Regions from separate parts of the Solanum lycopersicum genome. Here region 1 is linked to region 2. Evidence: chromatin contacts called from public HiChIP or PLAC-seq data. All regions are on one chromosome and are shown on one strand. Each heading gives the region's core, a stretch centred on a gene start, on an enhancer-like site or on the middle of the called end of the contact. The rest is flanking DNA. Distances are from core to core; before and after follow the strand shown.

What was found. HiChIP or PLAC-seq counts read pairs in DNA pulled down with a chosen protein or histone mark.
Region 1: an RNA polymerase II HiChIP or PLAC-seq map of leaf shows a contact between it and region 2, with 6 times the contacts expected there. The contact joins the promoter of LOC101263025 here to the promoter of LOC138348810 in region 2. A contact is called at or near these places in 1 of 1 promoter capture datasets (leaf), 4 of 8 Hi-C or Micro-C datasets (leaf and leaf mesophyll) and 1 of 1 datasets of contacts at active chromatin or transcription factors (leaf).

Annotation. Positions count from the first base shown.
Region 1 is chr5:40,763,048-40,767,626 of SLM_r2.1, forward strand. It overlaps LOC101263025 (GCN5-related N-acetyltransferase 6, chloroplastic-like), which reads right to left and starts at 2,072. Exons shown (of 8, transcript XM_004239270.5): 1 at 1,560-2,072; 2 at 1,434-1,486; 3 at 1,032-1,068; 4 at 899-964; 5 at 662-766; 6 at 442-595; 7 at 291-367; 8 at 1-218. The coding sequence starts at 1,853. The coding sequence ends at 153.
Region 2 is chr5:40,587,567-40,592,396 of SLM_r2.1, forward strand. LOC138348810 reads right to left here and starts at 3,454. Exons shown (of 3, transcript XM_069298391.1): 1 at 3,286-3,454; 2 at 2,967-3,143; 3 at 2,768-2,859. The coding sequence starts at 3,454. The coding sequence ends at 2,768. LOC138348809 reads right to left here and starts at 2,455. Exons shown (of 2, transcript XM_069298390.1): 1 at 2,261-2,455; 2 at 1,847-2,173. The coding sequence starts at 2,455. The coding sequence ends at 1,847.

The DNA.
Region 1 (4,579 bases), core at 822-3,321, 170 kb after region 2:
ATTACTGCATATATATATATATATATATATATATATATATATATATATATATATATATATATATACGCGTGGAAAAAATGGAATGTGAAGGGGTTTGCTCCAAATATATCAGCCAAAAAATAGAAAAAAATTTGACTTGCATTCAATGTGTTTCATGCTCTGAGGAAAAGCAAGTGAGGTTGTTCTTCAGCGAGTTTATGATTTTTCACTTCCACAACCTGGTAAAACACGGAATTTTTATTAACACAAAAATAGATTAACTTAAGTTACAAAAGAAATTTATTTTTTACCTGAAAGCCAACATTTTGATAAAGCTTTTGTGCAGGTCCATTGTTTGTATGTACATGCACAAACACCTTTTCTGCACCTATTACACAAACAACAGATTTAGTCTTTTCGTGATTGATTCTACAACTGTTGCATCCAAATTATATTGCTTACCATATTCTTTAGCCAATCTAATAGCAAAATTCAACATGTTTCTTGCAACACCTTTCCTTCGAGAAGATTTCAGAACACATAAATTTGCAATATAACCATATCTATTAATGGATGATCTCTCAATGTTGCTCAAATCAGGGGCATTCACCCTTCCCTGTTGAATTGAAGACATTTCAAATCTTGACGGGAAAATTGTTACTTATTTATTCAGATTAATTACCCCGGGAAAAGACTCTCCACTTGACAAGTGCCCGATGATTAAATCTAGTGTCCCAACGACACTGTTAAGTACTGTATGTCTGATAATTTTATCTTCTGCCCGTACCTGTTGATGTCAACAGTACATATCAGATATGATGAACTAAAACAAGTTTGAAGCTAATTTTCTTGCAAGACAAGAGTTGAAGAAAAATAATATTATGTGAAGGTAAATTTCTGTTTACAGATTTATTTATACCGCAACAATGCAGGTGCATCTTTGCCCAATTTGTGATTTGCATCTTCTTTTCAAGGCATTAAACTCCTGCATAGTGGAACTATGAGATATTATGCACTGCGCATACGTTTTTCATGTAACACTTGTAAATTACCTGCTCTGCATATTTCCTTTTATAGTTATTGACGAATCTGCATTATCAAAGACGAAAATGATTAAAGATTTCTTGTAGTTAACTATCCAATCCGACCCATTAGCTTTTGACTTCCCTGATTATTCGTGAAGCCATAGGTTTTTACTAACCCATTGATTTATTTTTTAATCTATGATAAGTATGGTTGGATTGGATATTTTATCCGATCCTACCAAAGGTAGGGTGTGTTGGTTGATGGTATAATAATAATACCATTATTGCATAAAAATTGTCATAATATGATGGATCATTTATATTAATTAAAGTACGATATAAAGAATTCATATAGCCAATTCCGACTAGTTGATTAATGATTCATTTATATGCATACTTTTTAAGTGCATAACAGGGTAGGGTGCATACCGATCATGTTGGCGATTTTCCCAGTGAGATTCAGCTCGCAGCCATGCTGCTCTCTGTCAATTATTAAAGCTAAACATAGTGAAAACACGAGCTATTGGATCTTAAATTATGAAGAAGGATACTAACCCAATATTCTTCATCAAGCACTGCTTCATGTGCCATGAACTGATGTCGATTTTCCTGATCCAACACTTGTTCATCCAATCGATCACAATGGAGATTCGATTTGCATGTTGATTCAGTCTCAGATTGTGGAATGGCATATCGCAATTCTCTAAATACTTGTTTCTTCCCCTTGCTTGAGGAATTGAGATTCGATGATCTTGCTGACATTATCAAGAATGCTGAAATACTCTCATGTATTGCCCTTTTACAAAAAGAATTTGTGAGGTAACCACTAGAAGTAGCCATTGTTGACATTCTCTTCTAAAATTAATAATTAGGATCTTTCTTGATTCTTGAGCACCAAACAGAGAGCACGAACTCAATAAAAGTAATTTTATTTTCCTCTTTTTGTCTCACTTTCTACCTTTAACTTCTCATATTAGAGTTGCACAAAACTATATTTAATCACGACTGTGGATAAAGGAGGAGATACTAATCACAAGTGTGGAAAAAAGAGGAGATAGCACACTGATTGATTTTTACTTTCTTACTTCTCATATTAAGGTAAAACTTATCTGAATCGCGTGTTTATATTAAATCAATACATACATGTTTTGTGTTGAAACTTATTGTTCATTTTACTTTATTAAACCACTGACATTATTTCTTTTCCTTTGCTTACTTTGGTATATTAACAATATCATAAATTCCACAATTTCTAAAATAATTTTTATTTATAAAAGTATTCTCCATAAATATGATAGAAAGAATATAAATACAATTAATAAATATAATATTTTTTTTTAATATACTCTACCAAACATTCCTAATGCCTAGAGTTTTTGTCAATGTGCTGGTAAATTTTGGTTGTCCTTGTCCAATTTTTTTTTGGTTTCTTTCGGTTGTCCTTATGCGAAAAAAATAAAATTATTTTTCACCTAGTGTTAAATATTCATATTAAAATTGAACTAAATATAAATTTAAATATCAAAAAATTCCATTTAAAAGGAAAAATATTTCTTAACAATAACACTTTCATATCTAAAAGCACTCAAATTCAAAACCTCATAAATAAATAAATAAAATTATCACTTCACTGCAACCTCCTTACGCAAATTTGAGTTGTGGAGCACATGGGTTTGGAAAGGAAACCGTTAGTGGATACAATTATTAGGTAAAGGTATGTATATCATTGTCATCCATATGTGGATCTATAGCAGCCGCCCAATTGCTTCCTTGTCCTCCTCGCGTTACATTTGAATATCTTAATACCAAATTGGGATCACAGATTTTAGGCTACCTTTGTCTTTTTTTAAAACAATTGACTTGTTAAGTTGTCTATTTATTGACATATATTTTTGGGTATGTAGCAAGAATTGATGAGAAATAGAGGGAAGGAGAGGAACTTGAAAAGCTGGAAACTTGAAAAGTCGTCTTATGCTTTAATAAAAAAGGCAATTGTCCCTCATCGGTAATGGAAAGGAAAATAGGAGAGTTTAAATACATAAACACTCTTATTAATTGTTAAAAGGGTTGGAAAGAGGGACCCCCCTCGTGCCGTTGTCGCTTCGGCTTCCGGTTTAATTTAAAATTCCCGTCATGACTATTCTGAAAGGTTGCAACTTTCAGGAACTGTCAATACCATTTGAAAGGTTGCAAACTTTCATTAATGATCGTGTCCACTGAGTCTTCAGAATATTTTCTAACGAATTTTCTGGTCTTCCTTCTTCTTCTAAACACATATTTCTTCGTGTTATATTCCAAATCAAACCTCGGATACTACAGGGGAATAATTTTCTCAAAGGGGCATTCTGAATTCAGTGGACTTGATTTTCTTCCAAACTAAAAGTTTATTTCAGATTCTGGTAAGTTTTTGCAGATTTAAGTATTGTTGAGAAATAAATTTTTCTGTTCATCTTGCTTACTGGTTCTATAAATTTCAGTTACTTTGTGTTTCTAAACAATTTATTAAAATCAGTAATTTTCTAGTTTTGATAACACAGGTTGGTTGACAATCTTAAGGAAATTAATTTTTTGAAATCAATGTTTCTGGTGGAGACAAAAATCTTCGTGATTTTATACTCCTTTAACAGAAATGGCAAACACTGGTGTTACAGTGGCTGTTGCTGCACCAACCTGAATTCTTGTACCACAAGCAGAGAAACCGGGTAAATTCACAGGTGTGAATTTCAAAGGATGGCAGCAACGAGTATTTTTATGGATTACCACTCTTCGTCTGTAGAAATTTACAAGTGAAGATACTCCAGTTCCTGCTGATGATATGCCAGACAGGGAAAAATTCATGATTATTGAAGCATGGAAACAGTCAGACTTCCTATGTAAAGGTTACATTTTGAGTGTTTTAGAGGATGACTTATATAATGTCTATAGTGCAATAACAACTTCAAACGAGTTGTGCGATGCACTTGAGAAGAAATATAAGACAGAAGATGTATGCTTGAAAAAGTTTGTGGTTGCAAAGTTTTTAGACTATAAAATAGTAGATAATAAAACTGTTGGATCACAAGTGCAGGAACTTCAACTTGTTCTCCATGATTTGATTGCTGAAGATATGGTAGTAAATGAAGCTTTTCAAGTGTCTGCAATGAATGAGAAGTTACCTCCTTCGTAGAACGATTTCAAGAATTATCTAAAGCACAAGCGTAAAGAAATGAAGCTTGAAGATCTTGTGATACGGCTCAAGATTGAGGAAGATAACAAAAACGTCGAAAAGAAGTTGTGTAAGAGTTCAACAATTATTGGAGTTAATATTGTTGAAGAAGATCCTACCAAAAACAAAAAGAGAAAGAAGTCCAACGGCCAGAAGTCAGAATATGCCAAGAAGAAATTCAAAGGCAACTGTTACAATTATGGCAAGACTGGTCATAGCTCTTCTGATTGTCATGCTCCAAGAAAGGACAAAAACAAAGCCCAAGACAAAAGTCAAGCAAACATCGTGGAAAAGATGGAAGATGTAGATGAATTGTGTGCAATGATATCGGAGTGTAACTTAGTTGGAAATCCCAAGGAGTGATTTCTCG
Region 2 (4,830 bases), core at 2,204-4,703:
ATAATACTCTCAGACAGTTACTTCTTACAGTACTGTTGATTGTTGGTTTATGGCGTGAATTGATAACAATGAGAAACAGTGGAGAAAGTCAGAATGTTACATGAGATGCATTTCACCGGACTATGATGTTGGACAATGCATTAGAGGATTTAAGCTGCTTGCTAACATTCCGTGGGATAGGGTTGACGAAGTAATCATCCCAGTCAACATCAACGACAAACTTCATTGATTCCTTGTTGTATTCCAGATCAAAAGTAGATGTCTATATGTCTATGATTCGATGATGGGAGGATTTGTTCACTCAAGAAAAGTTAAAGAAGTTGTTGATAAACTTGCAACCATGATTCGTTTATTTCTGACGAGCACAGGGTTTTATGGCAAAAGGCTTGATTTGTATGCGAATAATCTCCCTGATTATCAACAGAAGTCTCATTCTGAACCTCTCAGTATCAAGAATGTTACACATGTTCCTCAACAAGAAGAAAGTTCAAAGTATGTATACTTGTTATATATTTTTTCTTCATCTTAGATTAAATTTTCTTTATAGTCATTAGAAAATTTTTATAATTTCAATTTTTTTACAGTGATTGTGGTCTATGCACATCTCTCTTTGCCGAATACATGAGCAATGATGTTTTTTGATATATCTCATATTGATATCGATTCAAAATATCATCGTCAAAGATATTGTAAATTACTTTGAAATTATGAAAAATTGAAGAATGATGATTGCGCAATAAGTGAAAGTGAAGTTACAGAAACAGTTTCTAGCAAGAAGGTGGACCTCGAACTCATAAAAAACAAGTTATGGACACCACCAATTATCCTACTCCAAAATTCTGTAACAGGAAGTAGAAATCTTCATGGCACAATGCACATTTTTTTTAATGATATGTTTTTTTAACTTATGAACAATTTATGTGATTTCCCAGTTTTTTATTATGATTACTGATAGTTTATATAAATTATTACTGATTATTACTAATTAAAAAAAGGTGTCTCACTTTGTATAAATTTTGAACGCAACAAGAAAATATAAAAAATTGTATGAATCATGTGTGAACATTATATGAATTATGAATGTCATATTATAGTTTGATATATAGAACATAGACAAATGTTATATAACTATTTTTTTAAATTTTTATACAAATGGTAGTCTGCTTCACTATGTATTTATAAATTTTAAATGTGTATGATATTTGTATAAATTGCACTTTTTAATATGTAATGTTAAATTCTTATATGCATAATGTATGAAAATTATATGAAATAGTACTGACATATGATTCAATATGACAATATGAATAAATATATAATTATACCTTAATAAATGTGTATGACTTTTGCATAAAAAATTTTTGTATGAATATTGTATACTTTCAAATTCAAAATAGAAACAAATGTTACTTATATTACTGGTATGAATATCGTATGAAAAATGTTTGAATTATATCATATTATAATTTGATATGTAAAACATAAACATACATTGTTTTTTATGCAAATATTGCTTGTATAAATTTTGTATATATTCCTCATTCAATATGCAATAACTGTATGCATACTATATGAATATTATATGACTTATTAATGGTAAGGAATGTTAATATATGAACAGTTGTATATAGAATGCACGACCTTTGTATGAAAAGTAATATGATTCAATAAAAAAAACATGTGTATAACAATTTAAATACCCAAAAACATGGATGTAATAGTAGGAAATAATTATTTTTGTACAGGATAATTTGAACATGTCTTCCTACTGTGTCCTACTTGATGGCATCTACTGCATGTGCTTTTTGTCCTCTTGAATTTCACATCAGCGAATCCCTTCTAGCGTTCAAATTTGGGTCTTCCTGCTGATCTTTTTTGGACAGGGTGGAATCATTTTAGGCTCAGAAATATAACTTGGTATATCCCATGCACTCTTACATGGGATAGGCTCGACAGGAATGGCATAAGCATCTTTGAAATTCTTGAGGCTATAAAAAGCAGAATAGAAATCTGCTTCATGTAACTTCCTGTACCAGAGAACTGCAATTGCATGACCACACGGTATATCATAATGTTGAAATCCTCCGCAACTACACATCCTTGTGTTCAAATTTAATATGTATTTCTTTGCTCCTTCAGCTACAGCATGCAGATCAACAGTTGAAGGTATCACCTATGTAAAAGAGAAAAAAAATTATACATGCCACTAAATATTTAGAAGTAAAAATACAATACAGTGAAACAGATACCCTCATATTACACGACAACGCAATACTTTTCTGTAGATAAATATCATATTTTTTGTCAGATCAGATGTTGTCTTATCAGCCTCCTCATTATGCTTGTGAATCCAACTCTGAATTGTTACCCTCATAAACTCGAGAAGTGAAATCACTGGTAACCACCTTGCTAACCTGTTAACATTATTCAATGACTCTGCGATGTTTGAAGTCATGGTCCATGTGCGCTTACAATTCGAGTAAGCTCTTGACCATTTGATATAACCAATATCAAACAAGTATGGTTATATGCGCGTATCTATCTGATCTATTCTTCCCATAATTGTCTCAAACTTTTGTTTTGTACAAGTTTTTGCCAATGAAAAGAACAAAATCTTCAAATCTTCATTATTTCTATTGAAATTCTTCAACACATTGACTGACAGATGTCATATGCATGCATAATGTTTTGATTCAGGATATACCTTAGCAGTCCCTTTCCATATGCTTTCATTTCGGTCCGACATAAAATACATATTTTGTCTAACTCAATAAGCTTCTTTAAACTGCTCAGAGAACCAAGTCCATGAAACATCGTTTTTAGAATCTACTATCGCATACGCCAACGGAGGTCTATGACCTGCTCATTATTTTTTCAAAAAAAAAAATCACACAAATCAGAAATATAATTTATACATTTTTTCATTATATTATATAATCAGAAAATTAAATAGGATAAAAATTTACCTCCCGTATCCATTGTGCTGACAGTTAACATTGTACCACCATATGAACATTTTAATCTCGCACCATCAACAACTACAATTGGCCTACAATATTTCCAACCTCTAATACAAGCTTCTAACGCAACAAATGCGTATAAACATGTATCACCTTCTTTCCTTTTAATTTTTAAAACAGATCCTGCATATGTTTGCTCCAAAATATAAAATTAACAGTCCAATTCATACAAAAAATATATACATTTTATACATAAAGAATACACAAAAACATAACAGTCTAATACAATGAGTAATCTTTAAATTTATTCTTATTTCAAAATTACTAGGTAATTTTGCATAGGACTCTGCTGGATCTCCGCGCACCAACTTTACTACTTTTTCTTTAGCTCTACATGCATGTATGTACGTCAACGAAACGCCATGCAATTTCAACATATCATCAGCTATATCTTTTGGAGTATATACCTTAGATGGATCAATATACTTCTCCATTATCAAGACAACTACAACGTCAGTTATCCCCTAATGTCTGGCATAAACTCTTTCTCCAACAGAACAAGTGTGTTGAGCGATATACTTCCTAACTTTGAATACATTTGATTTATTCCAACTATAAGCCCTCATCATCCAAGAACAAGTTTTAGAAATAAAATCCAGGTGATAACTTTTTCAAAATTAAGAAAATATACATTATAATTATATACAGTTAAATAAAAAAATAAAAAATTAAATTTTTTTTGCTCACTTACTTAGATCCATTAGAACGCCCAATACGAAAACTGAATTTTTCAACAAGTCCAACATGCCTCATAACCTCCTTAAGGGTTTCTTTAATATTATAAATCTAATTATCAGCTACAAAAAGGTTGGAATGGTCACATATTATATCATTATCCATTTCACTATTATCATTGACAACCCCGTCTAAATTCATTCCGACCAAACTGATAGAATTGTTGGAGTACAAATCAATGTTAGTCTGTGATAATCTAACATCAGAGTTTATTCTATCAGTAATTATAACTCCATGACCTTCGTACTGCTCACGATCTTTCAAAGTGATGCATAATGGATATTTTGTAAAGAAATCCAAATTCACCATCATCTGATCTAGAAAAACCATTACCCCAACATCATTATGAATTTTAATACGTGGACACATTTTGCTAACAATATATTTTATCTCAATAGAATTTATATTTTCTTCTATATTAATTTGAGTTACTATAGCATTAACTAAACCAATATAAAGAGTAGAAGTATCATATAGGATGCCCTCCATCTCAAAGTCGACGTATTTTCCTGTTTCACAACATTAACATTACATTTAGTGCACCACATAATAAAATTATAAAATTACTCATACACAATTTATATATAATTCACTGATATATACATAAAAAAAATTCAATTTCATACACAATTAATCCAATGTCTATACACAATTCATATATATGTATTATATCAATTATAAAAAATCAACTCATACACAAATACTATATAATTAACTGATACATACAATCTAAAATTCACTTTCATACACAATTTATACAGTTTATTAAAAATTTAATACACAATTAATTCAACCTTTATACAAAATTAATATATATATATATATATATATATATATATATATATATATATATATATATATATATATATATATATATATATAAAATAAATCAATCACTGATATATACAATAAAAAAATGGGCTTTCATACATATTTCATACAATGTATTGATACATTACATACATAAATAATATAGTTTTCATATTTCATCAATATACAAAATTTTATCACCTGACAGTTTAAGTATAATATGAAGTGACTTTTACCAAAAATTCACATTTCATATAATGTTAAA